Regions from separate parts of the Danio rerio genome. Here region 2 is linked to region 1. Evidence: chromatin contacts called from public HiCAR-type data. All regions are on one chromosome and are shown on one strand. Each heading gives the region's core, a stretch centred on a gene start, on an enhancer-like site or on the middle of the called end of the contact. The rest is flanking DNA. Distances are from core to core; before and after follow the strand shown.

Evidence for each region. HiCAR-type assays count read pairs that join an accessible place to other places.
Region 2: a HiCAR-type map of caudal fin shows a contact between it and region 1, with 4 times the contacts expected there. The contact joins two enhancer-like sites. A contact is called at or near these places in 3 of 18 Hi-C or Micro-C datasets (caudal fin, hematopoietic stem cells and an unstated tissue) and 1 of 4 datasets of contacts at active chromatin or transcription factors (caudal fin).

What each region holds. Positions count from the first base shown.
Region 1 is chr3:21,291,299-21,298,467 of GRCz12tu, reverse strand. No RefSeq gene overlaps it. Among named protein-coding and RNA genes, the nearest start is that of tanc2a, 18 kb to the left of the region's middle. Within about 2 kb of position 2,862, at least 2 of the 62 cell types and tissues checked have an H3K27ac peak or open chromatin away from gene starts, as enhancers often do. A contact at or near this core is called in caudal fin, where this site is marked.
Region 2 is chr3:21,516,916-21,524,084 of GRCz12tu, reverse strand. tanc2a (tetratricopeptide repeat, ankyrin repeat and coiled-coil containing 2a) reads right to left here. Exons shown (of 27, transcript XM_073944348.1): 8 at 1,629-1,757. Among named protein-coding and RNA genes, the nearest start is that of cyb561, 55 kb to the left of the region's middle. Within about 2 kb of position 4,519, at least 3 of the 62 cell types and tissues checked have an H3K27ac peak or open chromatin away from gene starts, as enhancers often do. A contact at or near this core is called in caudal fin, where this site is marked.

The DNA of each region.
Region 1 (7,169 bases), core at 1,613-4,112:
CAAAAATAGAGTACAAATTGTCAAATTGTGAAATGTTATTGCACTATAAAATAAGTGTTCAAAAGTAGTTTATCATTTAACTTAATCACTTATTCCAGTGATTTTAAGATGAATGTTTAGCTTCATTAATCCAGTCTCAGAATTTCATGGTGCGTCAAAAATCACTCTAATATTATTTATAATTATTATTAATATTATTATTATTAATATTAATGACATAAAAGCAATATTGAGTAATAATTTTATTTGAAACTACATACAATAAGAAAGCAGCTATTTAAAATGATAATAAATATTTAACAATTCAAACATTTTTTTTTACATTTAATAAATGCCGCCTTGAACAGATTAACTTCTTTAAAAAAATAAATAAACTGATGCCAAACATTTGACCAGTAGTATATATATATTTATATATATATATAAAATGCAAAAGGTGCAACTCACCTGTGAAGGTGTGATGTTAGTGCCATGACCCGGTCCATCATCCTCAAACAGCACTCTCTGTGAAGACCTTATGAAGGCATTTTTGGAAAGGCAGAGGCCATTAGGAAAGGTTTTTGCATGGTGCTTTTCTCATGGCAACAAGGCGGCTAAGATACCAGTTGCTAAGGACCAAATGAGAGACGAGCCCCCCCAAAGAGATTCTGTGCCAAAAAGAAGGAAATCTCTGTGCGGCAGTGCGGTAAAATGCCTCCACTGGGTTACAATGGTGAACACATGCAGTCGCTGAAGGAGAAAAAGGGGCCACATGTGTCTGTTGAGGGTGGCAGATTGTCAGACTGTTGTAGAGGAGAAGCCTGAAAACTGATCCAGTCTGGATTAACACACAGCATTCAGTCTCTGGCAGTCTCAGTGTGACAAATGGCACAGTTTTGCCCCTAACTGACTTAATTAATTTTGAATTAGTGACAAATGGGGAACAGAGCAGATGGAAGAAAAAACCTTTTCATTTATAATCGATATGCTTTAAGAAGATGTAAAAGAATTCTTTATAGCGGTTCAGTGATAAAATAATAATAAACTGTTTGAAACTATCAATAGAAATATTTGAAAAAACACGTTCACCATTCTATTAATAATTACATTTTATTGTATTGTATTTGTTGTATAAAAATAATAAAAAGGTGTTAGTGTTAGAAGATCAATGCAATATATATATATATATATATATATATATATATATATATATATATATATATATATATATATATATATATATATATATATATTTTTTTTTTTTTTTTTTTTTTTTTTTTTATACACTCACCGGACACTTTATTAGGTACACCTGTTCAACTGCTTGTTAACGCAAATTTGTAATCATCCAGTGACATGTAGACATGGTCAAGACGATCTGCTGCAGTTCAAACAGAACATCAGAATGGGGAAGGAATGGGACTTAAGTGACTAAATGTGGCACGGTTGTTGGTGCCAGCTGGTCTGAGTATTTCAGAAACCACTAATCTACTGGGGTTTTCATGCACAATATCTCTAGGGTTTACAAAGACTGGTCCGAAAAATGGTCAGTTCTGTGGGCACAAATGCTTTGTTGATGCTAGAGGTCAGAGGAGAATGGCCTGACTGGTTCGAGCTGATAAAAAGGCAACAGTGACTCAAATAACCACTCGTTACAACTAAGATATGCAGAAGAGCATCTCTGAATGCACAAAACGTCCAACCTTGAGGCAGATGGGCTACAGCAGCAGAAGACCACACCAGGTGCCACTCCTGTAAGCTAAGAACAGAAAACTGAGGCTACAATTCACACAGGCTCGCCAAAATTGGACAAGAGAAGATTGGAATAAACGTTGCCAGGTCTGATGATTCTCAATTTCTGCTTTGACATTTTGATGGTAGGGTCAGAATTTGGCATCCACAACATAAAAGCATGGATCCGTCCAGCCATGTGTCAATGGTTCAGGTTGGTGGTGGTGTAATGGTGTGGGGGATATTTTCTTGGCACACTTTGGGCCCATTAGTACCAATTGAGTATTGTTGCTGACCATGTCCATCTCTTTATGACCACAGTGTACCCATCTTCTGATGGCTACTTCCAGCAGGATAACACACCATGTCATAAAGCATGAATAATCTCAGACTGGTTTCTTGAACATGACAATGAGGTTACTGTACTCAAATGGCCTCCACAGTTAGCAGATTTCAATCCAATAGAGCACCTTTGGGATGTGGTGGAACGGGAGATTCACATCATGGATGTGAAGCCAACAAATCTGCAGCAACTGCGTGATGTTATCATGTCAATTTGAACCAAAATCTCTGAGGAATTTTTTCCAGTACCTTATTGAATCTAAGCCACGAGGGATTAAGGCAGTTCTGAAGGCAAAAGGACCCTCTTTTGCCTTCAGAACTGCCTTAACTCAATACTAGTAATGTTTACCTAATTAAGTGGCCGGTAAGGGTATATACTTGCTTTGATCTTCTAACACTAAAATTATTTTGTTAAAAAAAAAAAAAAAAAAAAAAAAAAAAACTATCTGACATTCTGTCACTAACACACTCAATATAAATGAAGAAATTCTATATTAAATAAACTACTATTAATATTTAAAAAAAGATTCTTTGCTTTACTAGTTTAACTTATTTTTACGTCATAAAATATGTTTTTTTATTTTAAATAACCTTTTTTTAGCTCAAGGCATTGTAAACAATCTTTAAAATAAAATAAAATTGTATAAATAAAATAAAATGGCCACATTTGTAACGAAGTCATCTGAAATTATACAATGATTTGTAACTAATTCACGCAAACTACAATCTCGCATTCTGTTTGTGTATTTATTATTCAAACTAAGCATGAGCTCACTTAAAACAGAAAAAGATTTTTACTGACCTCTAGTGGCCATGAGGTGAAATCAAACCAGCAATTTTACGTCCTCACAGATGTTTTTCTACAACCCTTAGGTCTAGATTGATGCTACAATACATTATTGCATGACTTCATCACCCAGTTCCCCTGAATAAATCCAAATACTGTTCATTTTTCTTCTCAGCTATTGTGTTTTGGCCAAATACGACTGTTTGAAATCATAAACCGAGCAGCAAGAGGGCTCATTTCCAAACAAGGACATATTCAAACCGCTTGATGTTTTTATGGCCAACATCCCTCCACACTTTCAGTCAAACTGGATCGTTAAAATAAAGAGAGCGCAATCTACAGGCAACGAGTCCCCGGTGTTGTGTTTGTGTGACGGATAGAGGGATATTATTTTATATAAGGTGATTAAAAGAAAAAGTTAAACCCCCCCCCTCTCACTCTTTACCTCATTTTTTTGTTTTATTCCTGTTCTAGTTCTTATGAGTAAATGAAATGATTCATGTAGTTCACCACCACACCTGTAGAGGGCAGTGTGGCGCGTTAGTGGGTTACCTAGGAGACCGGCAGCTCGAGGTCATATTAAACTGCACTCGAGCAATGCTATAACGTGTCTGTCTCCTTATCATTCACAGGTATGGATAAACACTCATTTAAAGTGGTTTGTGTGAAATATTTATCATCTTTACTCTTAAGAAATGTTAAGAAACTATGTTAGAAGGTGTTAGTTCTATGCATTGATTCGTTTTTGGTTTAATTAGATCGTAAACATTATAGCCACTCGTGGTTAGCAAAAGCAGCCGAAGCTAATGATGAGTTAATGGTTAACTCAAATGATGTGAACGGAGCATGTAGTGATGTATGCATTCAGAAATATGCATTAGATCCTTTTCTAAGCACTTTAATGTTAAGTAATTGTTGTAATTGTTACATTTGTTATGAATGTCAGCCAGATTAGGTTAATATGGGGCATATTTTTATATTGATTCTCTTCTAAAATGTTTGTGAAAGCATAACGCTGTATAGTAGTGTATAGTAACACAATAGTAATAAGTGATAGTACAAGTTTAATGTTTTAATGCTGGATTTTTGGTTTTATAACATCATAATTGGCTTTCTCAATAACTTAGGGTTATTACATGAGTAAAAGTGACATTTATTTAATCCTAAATTGTCGGTATTTCTCATAAATATATTAACAAGTGTTAATATAAATGCTGATGTAATGTAAATTGGAAATGTTGTGAAGGAAAATGTTACATTGAATTAATTATAATGATTAGCATCATTTTTGCATTTATACCAGTAGTTATAGATAGAGTAAGAAATGTATTATTTTAATAATTCTTGTAATATTACTTGAGTATCTCAAAGTAAGACCAAGACTGTATTCTGAGGAGTGTATTCAAGTGTTTAAAGTATTTTTGTTCAATGTATTAATGCCTTTTGTTCACAAAGAAAATCTAGTTACATTGCATTGAGTGTGTATTGATATTGTGTATTGATATTGCATTGAGTAATATGATGTATTAATATCCATGACACATTTGAATTTTATATTATTGATATACGTTTGGTTTTATTCTGGAACACTGTGTACTATGTGTTAGCTTTAAAAGAAGTAATTATCTTTGATATATTAAACTGCACTCGAGCAATGCTATAACGTGTCTGTCTCCTTATCATTCACAGTTTTGTGCGTGATTTGGCTTGTGCCGGTCCAGATTCCCCTAGGTCTGAAGCCGGTAACAATTGGGGGCTCGTCCGGGATTCTGCATCGTCGAGTGGGGAGAGCTGTCACGATACGGGTAGAGGTTGGCGATCGAGCTTCAAGGAAGGCTGCTGTGCCCAGCGTCATCCAGAGTGTGAGCGTCACTGGTGAAAAATCGCGATGGCTACCGTAACCCCACGACGGATGTTGATTTTCCAGATTCACAAAAAGCTTCCTGTTCTGAGTACCAGTCAACTGCAGTTGGTTGCCAGGGCTATTGAAGATGGCAGTGAGAGTACAGAAGGCCTCAGTGAACCTGAGCTTTATGATTTCATCATCGACTACACCAGAAGTGAAAGGTTGAAAACAATGGAAGATGAAGGTATGGCTCAACTTCTCTCACTTCAGGAACTGTTACAGGAACTGACATCAATCGATTCTGGATCTGGTGAGGCCAATGTTCCTGCCGTTCCCATAGACAATGCACTTACCGATACACACAGACAAGTTTCTGCTTCAGCAGAGGACATACACACATATGCAATGGACAAACACAAACATGCACAACCATCACATACAGACTTTCATGCACCACCAATCAGTCATGATTCGCCTGCCCTGACATCACCTATAGACAGAACTATTTACACACCAGGCCACTTAGGTGACACTGGTACCCGTGACACCCAACAGGGTAGAGCAAGCCTATCTTCATCTGTCACTGATCAGGTTGTGAGACTGTCGGATGTCACAGCTTTGCTTCCTCGTCGGGAATGCAAATTTCATGGGGGTCAAATATCTGATACTGGGTCTGACATTTCTTTTAGTGGTCTCTGTAAGCAGATTGACACTGCTCTACAAGAGGGGTTTAGTGAGGTTGAAATTGTTAGAGCAGTGCTCAAGATAACTAAATCTGGTACGTTCAGAGAAATGCTCACTAATCATGACGGTTTAACAGTAAATGGGTTAAAGAGACTTCTCCGTGCACATGTGAGAGATAAAGGTGTAACCGAGCTCTTTCATGAGCTCAGTAATGCTAAACAACATGACAAAGAGAGTCCACACCAGTTTCTCTATAGACTTATAGGGCTAAAACAACGAGTTCTGTTTGAGTCACAGCAGCCTGGTGTAGAGTTTAACTATGATAAGCGACTAGTTCAAGGTACTTTTCTGCACTCCTTGTATCAAGGTTTAAATGACAAGAACAGTTATGTTAGGCAGGACATTAAACCTTTCCTTGCTGACACACAAGTTAGTGATGACTCACTGTTGGAACAGCTGACTAAGTCAACCATGGAGGAAGAAGCTAGGTTAAAGCGCCTTGGTGCTGTGGCCAAGTCTAGGTCAGTGACTGTGAGTGTAGCTCATTCTGACATAACTGTACCGACTGACGTGACAAAACAAAACCAAATTGATGCTGAGTTGCAGGCTAACCGTGAAGCCATCAGAGAGCTGACGGCTCAAGTGTCCTCACTGACTCAACATATGAAACTGGTGAATCAGCCTGTTGACCGTCCACCGACTGGAAGTTCTAGTACACCTGTTAAGCACCCGCCATCCCAAACAAGTGAGAAAAAGGGTAGATGCCCTGACTGCATAATGAAAGAGATAATTAACTGTCCCCATTGCTTTGCGTGTGGTCAGGCAGGTCACAGAGCAATTGGATGTTTGCAGAGACGGATGTCGGTAAACGGGAAGAGGTCGCTGGAGAAGGGCAGCCAGCGACCGTGAACAGTTCTAAGCCCACAGACACAGCTACCATGTCAGCCACACCTTGCCATTCAGATCCAAAGAAACGGGTGGCCCAGCTCATTGGAAATCGTTGCACTGTTTCCTGCAATATCAATGGTGTGCCAATAGAAATGTTATTAGATTCTGGAGCACAGGTGACAATGGTTAGCAAAACTTGGGTAGATAAAGCATCACCCCATGTCAAAATCCAGCCACTTCATTCACTTCTTAACAGTCAGTCACTTGAAATTTCAGCAGCTAATGGCACTGAAATACCCCTTGAGGGATGGGCAGAAGTTGACCTACAGATTTCAAGCAGACACCATGGGTCTATAACAATAAGTGTACCCCTTTTAATCAGTCAGAACTGCCACTGTCCCTTGTTAGGTAGCAACGTAATCGCTGAAATTATTAAAGAGCATGGCAACACTGTGGATGTGACCGCTATCCTGACAGATTCTTTAAGTATACCAAAGAGCTCCATCGGAACACTAGTCTCTCTCCTTCAGATACCAACTTCTGTTGAACCAACTCCTTGTGTTGTACGCAGCAGTAAAAAAGGTGTAACCATCCCTGCTGGCAAAATCTATGAAGTTCGGTGTCGAGTTAAGGGGGCACCCGGGAACTGTACCATGCTGTTTCAACCTCTTACTGTGAGTACTTGCCCGGTGGGTTTAGATCTGTTTCCATCACTGGTAGACGTTCCCTTGGGGTCATCAAAATGTGTTAAAATCCCTATTCAGAACTCAACCCAACACACTATTTACCTGACTCAAAGAACAGTCCTGGGTACGCTTGAAGAGATTGCTGATTTGAAGCCTGTACTGAACTCCAAGCACAAGAATATTGAGTCCATTCAGACTTGTGGAGCCCAGTTATGCACTAACTCTC
Region 2 (7,169 bases), core at 3,270-5,769, 220 kb before region 1:
TCACTCAGTTGTTAAATGAATAGTTACTCTGCCATAAACATCACCCTAAAATAAAGTGTGACCCACCATCTTTTGTGGGTGTGGTAAAAATGACTGAAAATGATATTATTGCCTCCAGATCAGTTACAACAAAAACAACACTTGTGTACTACTGTAATGTTTGTGTAAGAAATAAAGGTTTTTGGATGTTTTCACAGATATATTTCAACAGGGATCACTTTTGAACTGTTGCTGCCTGTCCAAGAACATTTTAAAAACACTGAACAACTTTAGCCATGTCTCATTTCAGATGATTCCTCCGACAAAGGATGCAGACTTCAAAGGTGATTCCTTACTTTAATGCGTCCTTTAAAGCAGTAATTTCTAACCCTTTTTTTTTTTAACCCGAGACCCCCCCCCGGAAACTATTGTAAGGCTCCACTCCACATTTAATGATATTATCACTAATATAAGTTTACAGTAAGGTTGACAAAAAAGGTTGTTTTCAAACAAACGGTGTGTATACATACTGGATATGTTTATGCACAAATAATATCCAAATGTAAAATATGAAAGCAAAACATCAGTAGGCCATTTGCAACTAAAAAATGTAAGCCTTTGCGCCTTGCGGTCAAAAAAATGCTCTGAGTTTGTCACGATATTGGAGATGAGTCGTCTGCAAATGTCTTATTAATTTGGATGGCCTCATACATTCGTTAGTAAGAACTTTGCTGCAGATAATGCACTGTGGCTGGGTCAGGGACTATTTGCTTCAAGAAAATGGAATAAAAGCATAGTTCAGGTAACTATCTTGGCATTTTCTGCATTTCGTGTTTCTAGTATTGCTAGCGCTGCACCCCAAAATGTTTGGAGCTTCCTTACCTGGGTCCAGTATGCTTACTATTAGCTGCTGAAGGCAAATCAGTGAGTCTGTCTTTTTTCAGGAGGGCGAAATACAAATTTGTCCATTTTTTGGTCAGCCAGAGGATAAAATAAACTAAGGCAACATGATTGTTCTCCTCATCGTCTATAATTAAAATATGACGTGTCCCCCATTGTGGGCTGGGACGCCCCTGTCGGGAACCACTGCTTTAAAGGGTTCAGCCTTAAAATGAGACACAGGTTTCACTGTAAGAAATGCTGGGATCCACACAATTCCTTCATGTTGTCGAGACACAAATTGATTAGATAAGTTAACCTAATTGTTCTTACTAATTTAAGTGAATTAAACATAAAACAATTAAGTTGTCCCCCAAAAACTCAAGAATTGTGTGGATTCCACTAATTTTAAATAAGCAGTTAGAACAAGCAGCAAAAATCATTTTTGGAGTGTTTGTTTTATTAGTACATTCTTTTCATGCATTTGTACCCTTGTTTTTACATGATAAAACATACAGAGCATGCTAAACTCACTGCATACATGTACTGCATTTTATATGTACAAGACCTTTAAGAATGACAATTCAATTTGCACGTTGCTGCTGAATATTAAAAAAAACTATGCAGTTGTTGAACAAAAAAAAAAATATATATATAATGTCACATGTACAGAACAGTAAAAATGTGTGGAAGAGGAGTGTAGAATACTAAAAACAAGTGAAAGTGAGTGAAAGTATTACATGCACAAAATGGAAAAGGATTGTACAGACCTCTCATGTCTGCTTGTCCAGTTCGGCTCGAACCGGAGTTCTGACGTGGCATTCTCAAAGAAGTGCGCAGTGGAGCCTGTCTCTGCTCATCCAGATACGCAAGGTCCTCCAGGTGAGCCGAACTGGTGGCTGAAAAACAGAAACAATACTTACTGTTATCTTATATATATCATGTTGATGCTAAATATCATATGTTATTTCAAAACATAAAATGTTAAAATTTTACAACATTTCTATACAGGCAGTTGAGGGCAAAATTAGCTCTCCTGTGAAACTTTTTTTTTTGTTCAAATATTTTTAAGTTATATTTAATGGAGCAAAGACATTTTAACAGTATTTCCAATAATATTTTATCTTTTGGAGAAAATATTATTTGTTTTATTTCTACTAGAATAAAAGCCGTTTTCATATTTTTTCAGTACCATTTCAAGGTCAATATTATTTACCCCCCTCAAGTATTGTTTTCTCAATTTGGCACAAAACAAACTATAGTTAGACAATGATTTACCTAATAAAAATTCACTTTAAGCTGAACACTACTGTCTTAAAAAATGCCTAGTAAAATATTATGTACTGTCATCATTGAAAAAAATACAAATAAAATAAATCAGTTATTAGAAATCCGTCATTAAAACTATTATATTTAGAAATGTGTTGAAAGACATCTCTCTGTAAAACAGAAGTTGGGGAGAAAATATAAAAGAATTAAAATTAACAGTAAGGCTAATAATTCTGACTTCAACTGTATTGGTGCTTGAGCAATTTTATATGCATAAACAATCATGCTAATTAAGTACTTTAAAAGTGAACGCTAAAATAAATATTGGATCACACTTTTATCCACAAAAGAGGGAAGACTATAACAAACTCAACAAAGGGAGAAAACCGAATAATAACTTGGAAAAACAGCAACCATTTGTTATACTGTACTTCTTCATTTCAGCAGCTAAGTAAACACAGAGATGTTATTAAAGAGAAGCACAATATTCTGTTGTCATCTGAAGGATCTTACTGTTCCAGCTGAGTTTACAGTACCTGCACATCATTCAAAATCATCATGAGAGATCAGATTTCCTATCATTGTGTTAACCTTAAACAAACATTTACCACGGTAAAAAAAAAAACAAAAAAAAAAAACAGATTGAATTACCCTGATTTTGAAAGTAACAAACAATAACTGCATGTGATATTTACTTTTAATTAAAGCTACTAACGAGTGTAGTGATGTTTTTACAGTACTATAATAACATGGCTATATATGTAATTATTAATGAGATTAAAAGAGTTTAAGAACTAGTGTTTGTTTGTTTAGCCTATGGTTATTAGCTAGCATGAATATCTGCGCATGAATTCAGAGCCTTTTTTCCTTTGCTAATGAGGAGGAAAGTTCACGGTGGCTTGATGCACAAGATTATTAAGAACACAGTGGGTGGCCGCTGAATTTATCATGCCTCAAAGCAGCAGGAGAGAGCGATTGAAAGTATTTAACAGCGGCTAACATTGTTAGCACAGATGCTAAGGACGACTGGCCACTAACAATGTAAGGTGCAGAGCGCCACATACTAAGGAAAGCCTTTTGTTTTTCTCTGATGTGGTTTAATTGAAGACAGATTTCAGAAACAGAGCCTTGGCCTCATGGTACATGTGTGTACAAATGACAACTTCCTGTTGGTGTACATGTGCAGAACAACAGTTCAGTAATACAACCCTCCCCCAAAGTGAAACTCTGGAAAACATTAGGAGACCACTTCAAAGCTATTACTGCTTCTCTGGATTTGACATCATTAGTTTTGTGTTTGACAAAAATATTGAGTTGTGTTTTATTTTGAACACGTCTTCAAAATTTAAAAGTATCTTTTATATCTTTATTTGCAAAACATGATCAATATAGAACACAAAATCCATATACCTTAAACGTTATAAAATCATATGCATTTATACATATTTTACACTCAAACATTACTGTAGGTTTAAATTATATTATATTATATTATATTGTTTTATATTATATTATATTATATTATATTATATTATATTATATTATATTATATTATATTATATTATATTATATTATATTATAATAGTTTTAAACAAGACAACAATGCAAAAACTGCATAATAAAAGTTTGTTTTAGGCACATTTTTGTCTTAAAACTTAATTTAAAGACTTTTGACTTTTGACTGTCTTCACCTACTTAATCATACATTCAGCTTCAGTGTCCATTACATAATTCAAAAAGTAAAATTTTCCTCTTTTTTTGTGTTTACCAAGTTAAATAAACATTTAAATGAAATATCAGTTATAAAAAATACATTTTGTGTCTGTTTTATAACTCTGTTATAAAAGGCATGACATTCTTTATTGCACTGACAGGAAAAGCATGCAACTTGCATCAAGTGAAGTCACTTCCCTTGGTGGGAAACTCTGGAAGGTATTGAGGTGTGTAATTTACTCTTCCCTCTATAATTTGTACAAAAAAATGTAGGAAACACCAATAGTGGATTAATTAATGTCACTCTGTTATATTTCAGTGAATTTCTCATTTACTTTTTAAAAACATGAATATGACGAAAACTCTTACAATTGTGTTTTAGAAATACTATTTGGTTTGATATTAACAAAGCACAAAAAGGTCGAAAATATCAAATGTTATCGCCAACTAACTGTTTAAAAGGTTTAACAATGTTTTTTTTATCATATTTAAGCATTATTTTACATTACTAATGCATTCGGTAGCCATAGTTTTTGTTAATGTACAATTGTTAAATTGCTGTAAATTATTTCATATATCTCTTCAATTGTTAACACCAGCAGTTCTCCTGCTGCACCATGTTCATCTGCACTGCAGACTGTCTGGCTGGCATGATGGTGTTGCTAGATTTATAGCTGCTTGAACTGCGTCACAATGACTTTGGCTGCTATCACTGAACTGGTGTTTTACAGCTCCTCCATGGCACTAGGCCAGAAATCATGTCTGTATTTTACACCAAATGCTCGAGCATGTGCATATCCAACGCAGATTACACATGAAAATCATCAAATCTGTTTGTGTCAAACTAATACAATTTAACAAACGAGCAATGATTAACTATTTGGGACACACATATGATCACAATTAATTCAGATTCATGGAGGGAATTTATTTGGAAAAATGCAATCAGGTTCTTTATGACTTGAGATCAAAAAATGGTAAATGCTGGAGAAAATGCGTAAATTACTGGCTGATCATTTCCACATATTTTGGGATTGTAATATACACACATGATTTGTATAAAGAGATACATGCAATAATGGGATTTCATCTGGAATGTAATTGTAAAACTATACATTACTAACAACTAGCAAAAAGGCCATTACAAAGAAATGGCTTAAGGAGAGTCCTCCATCTGTAGGTGAATGGCATGATATTGTAAAAAAGGTGAATGATATGAAAGACAACAAGCCTGCATACTGGGGTAAATGGTTGAAAAGAAGAGCAATGTTTTAATTATATTGTGGTAGTTATTCACATAAACATACATACAAATATATACACACACACACACACAAATATATATATATATATATATATATATATATATATATATATATATATATATATATATATATATATATATATATATATATATATATATATATATATATATCCTATTTATTTTAATTTACTTTTTAACTAATTCCTAGGTCAGAATAATGTATTTATAGTCAGTAAAAGTGTATTCAGAGGATCAAACAAGATCGAATTTTTATTTTATATTATTATTTATATATATATATTTATTTATTTATTTATTAGTGCTATTACTTATTTCTTTTTAACTATTTCCTATAGAGGTCAGTATATTGTATTTTAAGTCAGTATAAATGTGTGTTCAGAGGATCAAATGGAATCCATTTGTTTTTTTATTATTTATATACATTTATTCATTTTTCTTATTTATTTATTACTGCTATTACTTATTTCTTTTTAACAATTTCCTATAGGGGTCAGTGTATTGTATTTATAGTCAGTATAGATGTGTGTTCAGAGGATTAAATGGAATTAAATTTTTATTTTATATTATTTTTTATATACATTTATTAATTTTTCTTATTTATTTCTTTATTTCTTTATTTTTTGCTTATTTGTTTATTAATGCTATTACTTATATCTTTTTAAATATTTCCTATAGAGGTCGGTATATTGTATTTTTAGTCAGTAAGTGTATGTGTGTATTGTTTGTCTGTTCATATTATTTTGCTTAGCTCTAATACTATTCACTCTGTACGTTTTATTCTATTTTTCTCCCTTTGTCGATCTGTATTGCTTAATTTACAAAAAAAGGGGATCAAATTAAGTTGCCATAATTGTTTGTCATACTGAAACTCAACATAAGAAGAAACCTGATTTGCAGAGAATAGAACATAAAAAATTTGGTAGTGGGTTTGATTACTTTGCTAGAAACTACAAAGAAAACCCAAGCAACATAATGAAAACCACCACCCACGTGCGTCTCTGCATTGCGTTTTATGTAGATATGTGCAAGTGAACAGAGGAGAACCTGTCTAGACATGCTGAAGTCTGTCTGTCTGCAAGAATAATCAAAAGTGTGCTGAAGTCAGAGATCACACAGGTGATGAAAGATGAACTCGTAGAGAGACTTACAGATGAGCAGAGAAAGAAATGAAAAGTGTGAAGACTGAAAGAGATGAACAGCGTGAGATGTGAGCATGCATGAGTAAGAAAGAAAACCAGATGGAGGGAAGGAGGGAGAGAGAGAGATGTGTAGATGGATGAACAAATAGATCAACTTGTGTGTGTGTGTGTGTGTGTGTTCTTGAACAAAGTATTCACAACACATCACATTATTCTATAATAATAATCTAAAATGAAAATAATCAATAATTATAATAATTTATTGAACAAAAACTCTAAACAATTTATTAATATACTTATTAACAATTATTGTTATTTTTATTATTATGATTATTGGTATTAACATTATTATTTTAATTATTTAGATTTATTTATATAAATGTAATTATTTAATTATTGTTTTAATTATTATTGCAATAAACAATATTATAGCTTATTATTGTTATTATTATTATTATTATTATTATTATTATTATTATCATTATTATCATTTATTATAAATAAGTAACATTGTTTTCCTACCTGTCACGTCACATTTATCTATAATAAAAATAATAATAATAATAAAATAACTTTAAATAAAATGCATTATTGTTATTAATAATAATAATATTATAACATTACTATAACATAATTATAATAAATACAAATACAAATAATTATTAAGTATTTAACAAAATTTAAAAAATATATTAATTCAAGTATTACCAACACAATTATCATCATCATCATCATCATCATCATCATCATCATCAGTATTATTCTTATATTAATATTATAGTAACAATATAAAGCAATAACAATATTATTATAGCTTAGTATTACTTATTATAAATAAGTAACATTGCTTTAATACCCGTCACATCACATTTATCTATAATAATAATAATAATAATAATAATAAT